Linked DNA regions of Gossypium hirsutum: region 2 is linked to region 1. The links are chromatin contacts, called in public Hi-C maps. All regions are on one chromosome and are shown on one strand. The core of a region is the stretch at or near the end of the contact, and the rest is flanking DNA. Distances in the headings are between cores, read along the strand shown. Region 1 holds the start of LOC121209944 (brefeldin A-inhibited guanine nucleotide-exchange protein 1-like). Region 2 holds the start of LOC107951724 (haloacid dehalogenase-like hydrolase domain-containing protein At4g39970).

The links. A called contact is a pair of places that touch in the nucleus more often than the background predicts.
Region 2: a contact with region 1 is called in a Hi-C map of leaf, with 2.3 times the contacts expected there. The contact joins the promoter of LOC107951724 here to the promoter of LOC121209944 in region 1. A contact is called at or near these places in 13 of 34 Hi-C or Micro-C datasets (callus, hypocotyl, leaf and 2 more).

What each region holds. Positions count from the first base shown.
Region 1 is chrA02:97,358,442-97,363,396 of Gossypium_hirsutum_v2.1, forward strand. It overlaps LOC121209944 (brefeldin A-inhibited guanine nucleotide-exchange protein 1-like), which reads right to left and starts at 1,890. Exons shown (of 4, transcript XM_041081949.1): 1 at 1,500-1,890; 2 at 845-1,048; 3 at 417-677; 4 at 1-186. The coding sequence starts at 907. The coding sequence ends at 118. It overlaps LOC107952398 (phenylacetaldehyde reductase), which reads left to right and starts at 1,064. Exons shown (of 7, transcript XM_041084289.1): 1 at 1,064-1,084; 2 at 1,889-2,108; 3 at 2,641-2,810; 4 at 3,354-3,545; 5 at 4,181-4,313. The coding sequence starts at 1,064.
Region 2 is chrA02:97,633,185-97,638,139 of Gossypium_hirsutum_v2.1, forward strand. It overlaps LOC107951724 (haloacid dehalogenase-like hydrolase domain-containing protein At4g39970), which reads right to left and starts at 2,932. Exons shown (of 11, transcript XM_016886863.2): 1 at 2,323-2,932; 2 at 2,132-2,225; 3 at 1,918-1,962; 4 at 1,757-1,807; 5 at 1,555-1,629; 6 at 1,299-1,332; 7 at 932-987; 8 at 752-811; 9 at 568-627; 10 at 251-297; 11 at 1-148. The coding sequence starts at 2,687. The coding sequence ends at 100. LOC107951725 (mediator of RNA polymerase II transcription subunit 18) reads right to left here. Exons shown (of 5, transcript XM_016886864.2): 2 at 4,900-4,955; 3 at 4,626-4,683; 4 at 4,002-4,358; 5 at 3,043-3,392. The coding sequence ends at 3,290.

The DNA of each region.
Region 1 (4,955 bases), core at 640-3,139:
TATACAGTGTGGATCAGAAACACTTTGTGCTTCCATTGGAATATCTCAAGAATGAAATAGTCATGGAACTATTTAACTTGGCTGAAGAAAAGCCTGGTTTATTAGGCAATAAAGCTCTCATCTGCATGTATTTATAAGAAACTCGATGCCTTTGGAAGGATTCCTGTTAAATAATGAGCCACCTTTCTGCATGTAACCTAGTAAAGTTGGTCAGTAAAACTGAGCTTGTAAAAGAAAAGGAGAGCTACACATAAAATTACGCTACATAAAATTACATGAATGAAGAGAAGTCAATAGTAATATGGAAAATTATAATGATATATTTAGGCAGCCCTCTGTGACAGTTTCAGTACTAGATAAGTAACTGCTACTTGAAGAACCACTCATACTTATCCCAACATAAAAAAATTACCGACTTGGAGTTCAATCTTGTAAGCCCGACGTTGCTCAAGCATAGCAGTATCTGACAATTCAAAATTCATTTTTGGATGCAACTCACAATCAGGGACAACTTCATTTTCTATAATCGAGGTTGAAGGTCTCTCTGATGAAGTGTCACTCTTGAAGCTTCTAGACAAGTCAGAATCACCTATCTTCAGCTCTTGATCCATCCAAGCTCCCATTGACTTAATGATGCCAACTAAGCACTGCACTGATTCATGCCGGAGAAAAATATCCTAGGAAAGAGTATTCCAATTTCAGCTTTCAACCCTGACCTAAATTTTGTTAACAAGCTCATAAAAACAAAACACTGAAGCTGGAAAACTGACATTACTGACTTGTAGATCCAACTAAAGTACTAGAATTTATAGTACAATAATAGAAAATCGAAGGCATCTTGTACTTGGAAGATGATGCAGATACATCTATATCTATTTCCAACTCCAATTATACTTGAAGGAGCCATCTATACTGCCTGCTAGCAGAACTTTTGGTTCCATTTGACCCTCTAGTGTCTGGACTTCAATTTGTGTCTGCTCTAAAGCACTATAATGTATAATTCTTAATAAATTTCCGACTGTTGCACCATATCTCCAAATCTGAAATACTGTAAAATACAATAATGAAAATTAAGTTATTATCAGTAAGAAATTTTGGGAATAAAACTCTGATTTAAAGAACGACAAATATTGCAAAAGAGATATGCATGGGTAATACAGACAATATAAATTATCAAAATTTGAGTTATCTCCTCCATTAATTAGTTTATTTTTGTCGTCTCCAGCGGCAAAGTCGAAATAATAAAACAAGGATTAAGAAGAAGATATCGATATGATGATTACGATTGACTCCCTGCAATTCAATTCTAGTCCGTAGGTTTCCCATAAGAGAAAAAGAAACATCATCTCCTCCAAAAGACAGAGATTTAGGAGTTGAGTTGTAGCCTATTTTTTTAGAAATTTTAAAGAAAACCCATCACCAAACCCTTTTAAAACAAAATTTGATTATTGAAGAACAGAAACCAAACGAAATTAAACTTAAAAGAAAAATCTGCTAACCTGAAAGTGTATTGTTGTAATAAAAGAAGAAATTTTGAACGCATTTGCAGGGAAAGTCTGAAGGAGATTTTGGGAAAAATTTTCTTCAATTTTATTCAGCGATGGTCAGAATAGCCATTCCAAGCTTTCAGCACTGAATCCCTATTACGCGTTCTATTCAGCGATGGTCAGAATAGCCATTCCAAGCTTTCAGCACTGAATCCCTATTACGCGTTTGTGGGAATAGAAACGCTTTAAGTAATACGGCCGAATGAAGAAACAGTGAACCAAACAAAAGCATTACTAGTCATCAAAGAATAAGGAGGGAATGGAATAGCCATTCCATCCAAGCAAACATAGTGTTAATTTCTAACAGCTATCAAAATTTCTGTTTCTTAAACTACCGGTAGAGAAAACAGAGACAGATAAAACGAAGAAAGGAATCTATCCTTAGTCCCGGATCTCAGTCTTACAGTTTCATCCAAAGTAGTGAGAATCAAGGGAAGCGAGAGAAAGATGAGTGGGGGAAGGTGGTTTGTGTAACAGGAGTATCAGGTTACATTGCTTCATGGCTCGTTAAGTTTTTACTCCAACGTGGTTACACTGTCAAAGCCACTGTTCGTGACCCAAGTTTGTTCTTAACTTCAATATTTGAATCTTGGCTTCAAGCCCCTTCTCTTTCTTCTTTTTGTTCTTAAATCTGTGATAATATTTGATGATTAACTGTTAGGGTACTTGAACTTGCCTGATTTCATCTTTCTTAACCGACTTTTTGGGCAGTGATACAAGTCAAAGATTAGAAAGATAGACTTTGTATGTATGTAAACCTATCTGAGTTGTTATAGAAAGGGTTTGGGTTGGATTTCCGCTACTCATGGACAATCTAATTGCACATTTTATATTTTTGGTGATTTCATTCTGCAATACTTAAAAATGCCCCCCCCCCCCTCTCTTTTAATGTCGAACTGTAACACAATTCTAATTTCTGATTCCTTTTACTAATCAGCCTTGATTCCGCTAATATATTTGGTTTTTAGGCTCAATAGTTTGTTTAACTTTATGAAGGAGATATATATATATCTTTTTGCATTTGGTATTAATGAAATATAGTTTTAAGATTGATATGTTTTTCCATATAACTGTCCCGTTCACTTTTATATAGGTGATCCAAAAAAATCGGAACACTTACTTGTACTTGATGGAGCAAAAGAAAGGCTCCGTTTGTTCAAGGCACAGCTGCTGGATGAGGGAGCTTTTGATTCTGTAGTTGATGGATGCGTAGGAGTTTTCCACACAGCATCTCCTTTTTATCACAATATCAAGGATCCTCAGGTGCTTTTTTTTCTCTCCTATAGAATTTTTTCATGGTCAGTGTATAAATATTTATGATTAGTTTCTACCATTCTGGTTCTTTAAATATTGCTGATTTTTATTTTTTCTTTGTATATGGATGAAGTAGCCCTCCAATGTTCATAAGTGTCATTAAAAATGAACTTTAGTTATCATATTGTCTCATCTGCTATAGTTCAACATGTTTTTCTACAACTAGTATATTCTTTCTCTGGTTTACTTGAATCCCACCACTCATTTCTGAAAATGGTGGTTCTTAGGCTCATGTATGTTGTTAGAATTCTTTGAAGCTTGAGCTAACTGTTGATCTTTTCAACTTGTCTGGTTTTGCTTGAAATTCTTTGCTGTAAGCAGGAATAATTTTCTTGGACCATGAATCAACTTGCAAATGGTGAAAAAAATGTTTACTGTATCGACTTTTGTTCAAATGGTCTAGCGTTTGATTTTGCATGTACGTATTTTCAGTCACCAACATTGCAATATGAATCCTGATAACTAATGGATTCTATGGCTGTTTTATAACAGGCTGAAATGCTTGACCCAGCTGTGAAGGGAACACTTAATGTTCTTAGGTCATGTGCTAAGGTCCCATCTATCAAACGGGTGGTTATAACATCCTCAATTGCAGCTATTGTGTATAATGGAAGGCCTCTTGGTCCTGATGTTGTAGTTGACGAGACTTGGTTCTCAGATCCTGCTTTTTGTGAGAAATCAAAGGTATGCAAACGTACAAACTTATATAACATATGTATGTATATATTCAAAAGATGTGATGCTATAAGTGTATCATTTTTCTCAAGTTACCAAATGATGTCATGCTGCCTATATGAGTGAGAGCCTGGACCTAGTCTTGTACTTTTAAGAAAACATCTGTGAAGTTTCCTATTGTTGTTTTCTTTCTTCCTTTTTTTAATCCACTGGTTCATAAATTGTCTTTCTATAAAGTATAGGCATATTAGTCCAAGGCTTCTAGGGAAGGTGCCTGAGTTAATTCGAGCTAGCTTTTAAGACCATTACTGTCATTATCTGAGTCACCTAAAAACTGTCAAAGCAAGCATCATTTGTGGAATGGTTAAACTTCAAATATCCTCACTGTTTCTTTCGTTTGATTAAATCTTCTGATTTAACTGCAAATCTCTAATTTTAATGCTTAGTAACTACTTTCCTTTCCTGTTATTATGATTTCATTCTATGAGAATTGAGTGTTAAAAAAGTACACTGTAAATCTGTAATATGATGTTTAGTTCTGTTCCTTGTTTAGGACATTCTCAGTTCCGTTTTTACTTCTGTAGAAAGGAAAAATGAGGCATGATAGGATCATTTTCATCAAATTTTGTTTTGCTTGTTGTCAGCTTTGGTATATGCTTTCTAAGACGTTAGCTGAGGAGGCTGCTTGGAAGTTTGCAAAAGAGAATGGCATTGACATGGTGACAATTAACCCAGGGTTGGTGATTGGACCTCTTTTACAGCCGACTGTCAATACAAGTGTGGAGCCAATTTTGAAACTTAATAATGATACTTTCCAACTTAGATTTAGCGGACACGATTTTAGCCAATTTTATAAAATGACCTTAGGAGAGAACAGTTCCCTTCTGAGTTAATGTTTTATTCGTCTTGCTTACATTTTTGCTTCCGTCTTATTTAATGCAAAAAACAACAAAAAAAAAGAAAAAAAGGCAGTGATAAAACAAGTCTAAGAGAAATTTAGGGCCAAGTCTGAACTTAAATAGTAAAAAAAAAAAAAAGCAAAGAGAACGGCATTTATAAAACAATATGAGCCTGCACAATGTTGTAAATCTAAGAGGAATTTCTAGAGCTTGAACAAAAAGAGTATAGACATAGATCATTTATGCTTCTGCCACTTATGGGATGAACTAAGCAAACTACTTAAGAGTTCCGGTAGCGCAGGAAGTGTATTTCAGATTATGAGAATCCCAAACTATTGAAACTTGAAGAATTATTGACTTATTCTTAGAATTTTTAAAGTATGGAGGTGCTCTGTAGAAACTTTTGAGGAAGAGGTGAAGTAGCGAACCATTTACCTTTGAGTAAATTCAGGTACAAGCTGTCTGAGTAATAATAATAATAACAACAATAACAATAATGCTGGTTACATTCAGGACTTTC
Region 2 (4,955 bases), core at 1,682-4,181, 280 kb after region 1:
AAATGCTTAAAGGCAAGTAGAAAAAAAGAAAAAAAAAATTATAAGATCAGTGGCATATCTTACTTTGTAATCCAAGGATTGTGCTGATGGCTGAATCCCTTAGCTAGCAGCAACCTTATTTTGGAGCAATAACTCCAAGTCACTCAATCTGCATAGAAAAACAGATTCCACAGAATTAAATAATAATAATAATAATAATTTGACAGAGAAAAAGAAAAAATAGACTGCCTGAAATGAAATGGTGGCATACCTCACATTACTCAAATCAGGGTAAATTGCTATAGAGTCTTTAAAATCCTGAATTGAATTTGGAAAAAGAACTTAGTTACTCAATCAGCAAACTATTGAGCTACCACTTGTTAGCTATGTTAATCGGATTCGAGTGCGAGTGTAGGATACGAAGCGTATATTTAACACGAGTATGTTCAATTTTATTTTCAAGTTTTTCCATGTATTTGGAAGGTCCTTGTGAAGCCATGTCCCCGTTTTCATGCCAATATATGTATCAGATGTGTGTGTTAAACGATGTAACATTGGCTGTCAGCAAGTATTGCTTCGAGAACTTACCTGGTCAGCAGTTGAAGAAGTATAGGTAATCACACATGACATCCCAGCTTTAGTTGCTGCCTGCACAGATGGAATAAGTTTTGCATAAAACTTTAACTATGGTTGATATATTTGTTCAGTGCATACAATGCCCAAACTAATATTTGGAGACATGGTATCTCTTTTCTAGAGAATAGAGCATTACCTGAAGCCCAATCACACTATCTTCTACCACCAAGCAATTTTTCTCTGACACACCTAATCTCTGTCATAAATAAGATTTCTGAATCAGATACAGATATAGCAAGCAAACACTGAGATGAAAAATATAAGCATAAGTAACATTATCGTTAAGTGCACATGATAGAGTTAACTAGTAAGTTACCTTGGCAGCTGTCAGATATATCAATGGGTCTGGCTTCTTTTCCTTCACATCATCTCCTACAAGCATAAAGAAAAACAAAAGGAAGATTGGGTTTTAAGAACAGAATCATCATAAAAGAAAGAAATGGCAAAATGAAATGGGCCAAAATGCATAGCTAGAGGGACCAAAGAACAAAAGGCAACCAATGAAGTTATTGCTTTAGAAACAGGTCAAGGTTATAAATGAGCTTGTCTAGAAGACTTTTATAAGGAGCTCAGTTCATTTAGAAGAATCAGACTTGTGAAAGTATTCAGTGCATATTTTGATTCACACAGGTCTAAAATATATCTAACAACAAAAACATATGTTTTAGAAGTAGTCAACATACCTGCAAGGAAGCAATCAAGCCCCTTAAATCGCTCCTATAACAAGGGGAAAATAATATAAGAATAAGGAAACAAAAGTGAGGATACTTGTTGATCAATAATTTTGGAATCAAAACTGCGAGATATTGTTTGGTTTTCACTCGAAACTCTCATGGTTTTGTCTCACAAGAGATGTCTTTAATGAGACAAACCACGAAACTTTTGGATCAAAGTGGACAATACCTCACAGTTTAGGTATGAATCGCCACCAGAAATTACCATTCCAATAAGGTTCTCAAGACAGAGTACAACTGAACTTTTAGTTGCTGCAGAGCAAACAGCTAGCATTTTCCCCTGCAGATTGGAGAAAGAAAATGGCATCACAAACAAAGGATTGTATTGAATTCATTTGGATTGATTGCAATGAAAGGATCATGAATTGATTATCAATCTCAATTGATAAACAAGTAGAGTATCTTACAGCTGCCTTGGCCTCATCCATCAATCTTAAAACTCCAGGTCTAGGTTCCACCTGATCAAAACAATACCACTCTCTTTTTATTCAATAATATGGATAACCAATTCAGAATCAATGAAGAGATAAAAGAAAATGCAATGTGATAAACAATAATGTCTGCTTACAGTTCCAGATTTGATTATTTCTTTGTACCTTTCAGTCTTCCAATCCTACAAAGATGTAACAGCACCACGTACATAAGTTCTTCAATAAAGAGAATTTCACAATTCCTATACAAAGATCAAATTAAAGCTTAATTGGACCTCCATTCCCTGTTTCCCCTTGATTTCATTGGCATTGGCAGTCACTACATCAAAGCTATATAATTATTAATAATACCTGAAGAGTGTCAATTAACTTAGCTCGTTCCTCATCACTCTCAGGAGGCGTCTCAAATATGGTAGAAGATGGCCATCCATGTTCCTTGAAGTACCTTCAGAAATACCAAAAATCTCCATTAAACCGATCAGCAACAAGAAAAATTAAGAACAATAAAAGAAACCCAGAAATATTTAGAAAAAAGAAAGAACCATCTCATCTTGGGTTTGCCACCACCAATCAGGTTCTGGAGCACATCATAAAATTGAAGGTCCCAATTAAGGGGCTGTGAAGAAGGAGGGCAACGAACATTGAAGTGAGCGAAAGCGTCGTTGTAAGCTTCGCGATGCAAGTGCTCGGATTCTAGAATGACACCATCGCAGTCGAAAATGAGAGCTTGAAGGGAATGGGAAGCTGAGACAGAGAGGTAGAGTCGTCGGGGCTTTGTGGTGGTTAAGGAAAGGGAGGAAGACCTTTTGGTTCTGAAAGTGAGGGACCGTGGTGAGTAATAAAAGAGAGAAGAGAAGTTGGAGGAGAGGTTTTGAGGAGAGATAAAGAGTGTGGAGTGAGACGCCATGGCTGATTTGCTTCACTGATTGGTTTAAAATGGAGAGTTTTCGAGTTAAAAAGGAGGTAATTTTTTGGCGGGTTTGGTTCGTGTGGCTGTGGATATCTCTCCAGCTTCAACGTTACCTTTTAACGCATACAATTTTGCAATTGGATTTGCATGCCAACCCCTCTAACCCTCTCTCGGTATTAGTATCTCAATCAATTCTCAATTCAATCAACCAATTCGATATATGATTACAAATGAAGTCGAAGAAAAGTAAATATTAATTATAAATTATATGAAAATAAATTTTGGCTCAGCTTAAGACACCACATTTTTTTAATTTGTATTTCAAAAATCATTCAAATACCATGATTCAAGTTAGTTTTATATTTAATCAAATTTAATTTGAATCGAATTTCAAGTCAAGCCTAACATAAACGACTAAGTTACACAGTAGTTCCACCAACACATTATGGAAACTCCACAAATCGTCTTGAAGTTGGAACATGGGATCAAAAATAGCATCCTTGAGTATAGCCATAATAATAGAGGGGGGAAATGTGACGAATCATCAATTATGCAAAAAGTACCCTGTTATAAACATTCTGCAACCTTTACAAATCCTATTACAAAGTTGTGCCTCCACCATCTGACATAAGAGATGCGGCAGCTGCAGCAGCTGTCGGGACAACCCCGGTTGAAACGCCTGGCTTTGACAAATGCAGCAGCCTGCAAAATCAAACACCACAAAGCTTTGTCCGAGATACAAATTATACAATCAAAATTAGATGACAAAGCCACCAGTTTCTTACGCTAACACAAATCCTTCATTCAGGATCCATCAAAATACCATATCCTATGTGCTAGAAGCTGAATATCTAAAATCATAACCATGGTATAAGAAACACTAATCTATTATAATCACTAGAAACAGGTTTTCCTGCTGCCTAATACAAATGATAATTCATATTTATGATGATTTATACAATCATCATGAGCTTAAAAGACTAGATTATGATTAGACCAATTACTTAAATTCTTGTTGTGCATCGCGTTTTTCACAGTTGCAAAGTTATGTTATTTCGACTTCTCATTTTCCCAGGAACACTCATGTCTAACACTTGTGTGACCAGTGACCAATACTCATATCTGGCAGTCCCCCTAGTAGTTGCATAGTGTAATGAATGCTGTCTAGCCAATTGTAGTAAATATCATCAGTGGAAAGAATCAAAACCACGAAATAACGATCACAAAATCATGTTTGAGGATCCTATTTTCAGGTGACAAGTTCTATAATAGCCATGCATCTTAATAAGCAAGAAGAAAAAAGGCTCTTACGGTGCAAGATATTCACAAAAAGAAGAGACAGAAGCAACGACTTCATTATAATTTTCCGATGTTGCAGGCGCGGTCACTTCAACCATCTGTATACCAGGTGTTACCGGGACAGCCTCATCCGTTGCGTGCAGTTTCAGCATCTTATTAACCGATGAGACAGTCACGGTTATCTGAGCAGCCCTTTCGAAATGAAAGGTGAATCCCACTCTCAACAACTCATGATCCAACTTATATCCAAGTGAATAAAATAATCGAAGCACGTTCTTGCTGGCTTTGCTTTCTACCATACTTCTAACCAGCACAGAGATTTGCTCTGCTCCAGCACCCCTCATTGCACCCCCAACATGTTTCACAGTCCTACAAACATTATATAAACTTAATAACCACCCAACACAACAAAAAATAACACCAACTACGTTATTCTTGACCCTTTACTTTTTTTGAAGTATTCATGTCCGACACTGTATCCACTGTATATCTAGACATGGATATGAGAATATGAAACCCCAAACACGGAGCAACCTTTGAAAAAAATTGAATATATCCATCCCAAACACTCACACATCCATGTCCGAATTATATAGAATTGATATAATATAAGCACAATTAAAAACTCCAAATTACCAAGCAGGCTCGGACTGTTCAAGATCACACAATAATCTGACCTCGGAAGTAACAAATCCTGTAAAATTCTTAGGCATTAGCAAGGCAGAACCTAACAACTTGATCAATTAATTTATATTGCTGTTTTATAAATTATAAATTAGTACATGATTCAGCAGGAGAGTTATTTACAAAATTAACTAAATAGGGAAAAATGCTTATACCATCACACGTCATGGATAGATTAGTAGACTATAATTAACTCTTCTGTGTATTGAAAATGTGAGAGACTTACCAAGATTTGGACCACTTTTAAGGCAAATTTCATGTACCCTCAAGCGTTCTCTATTT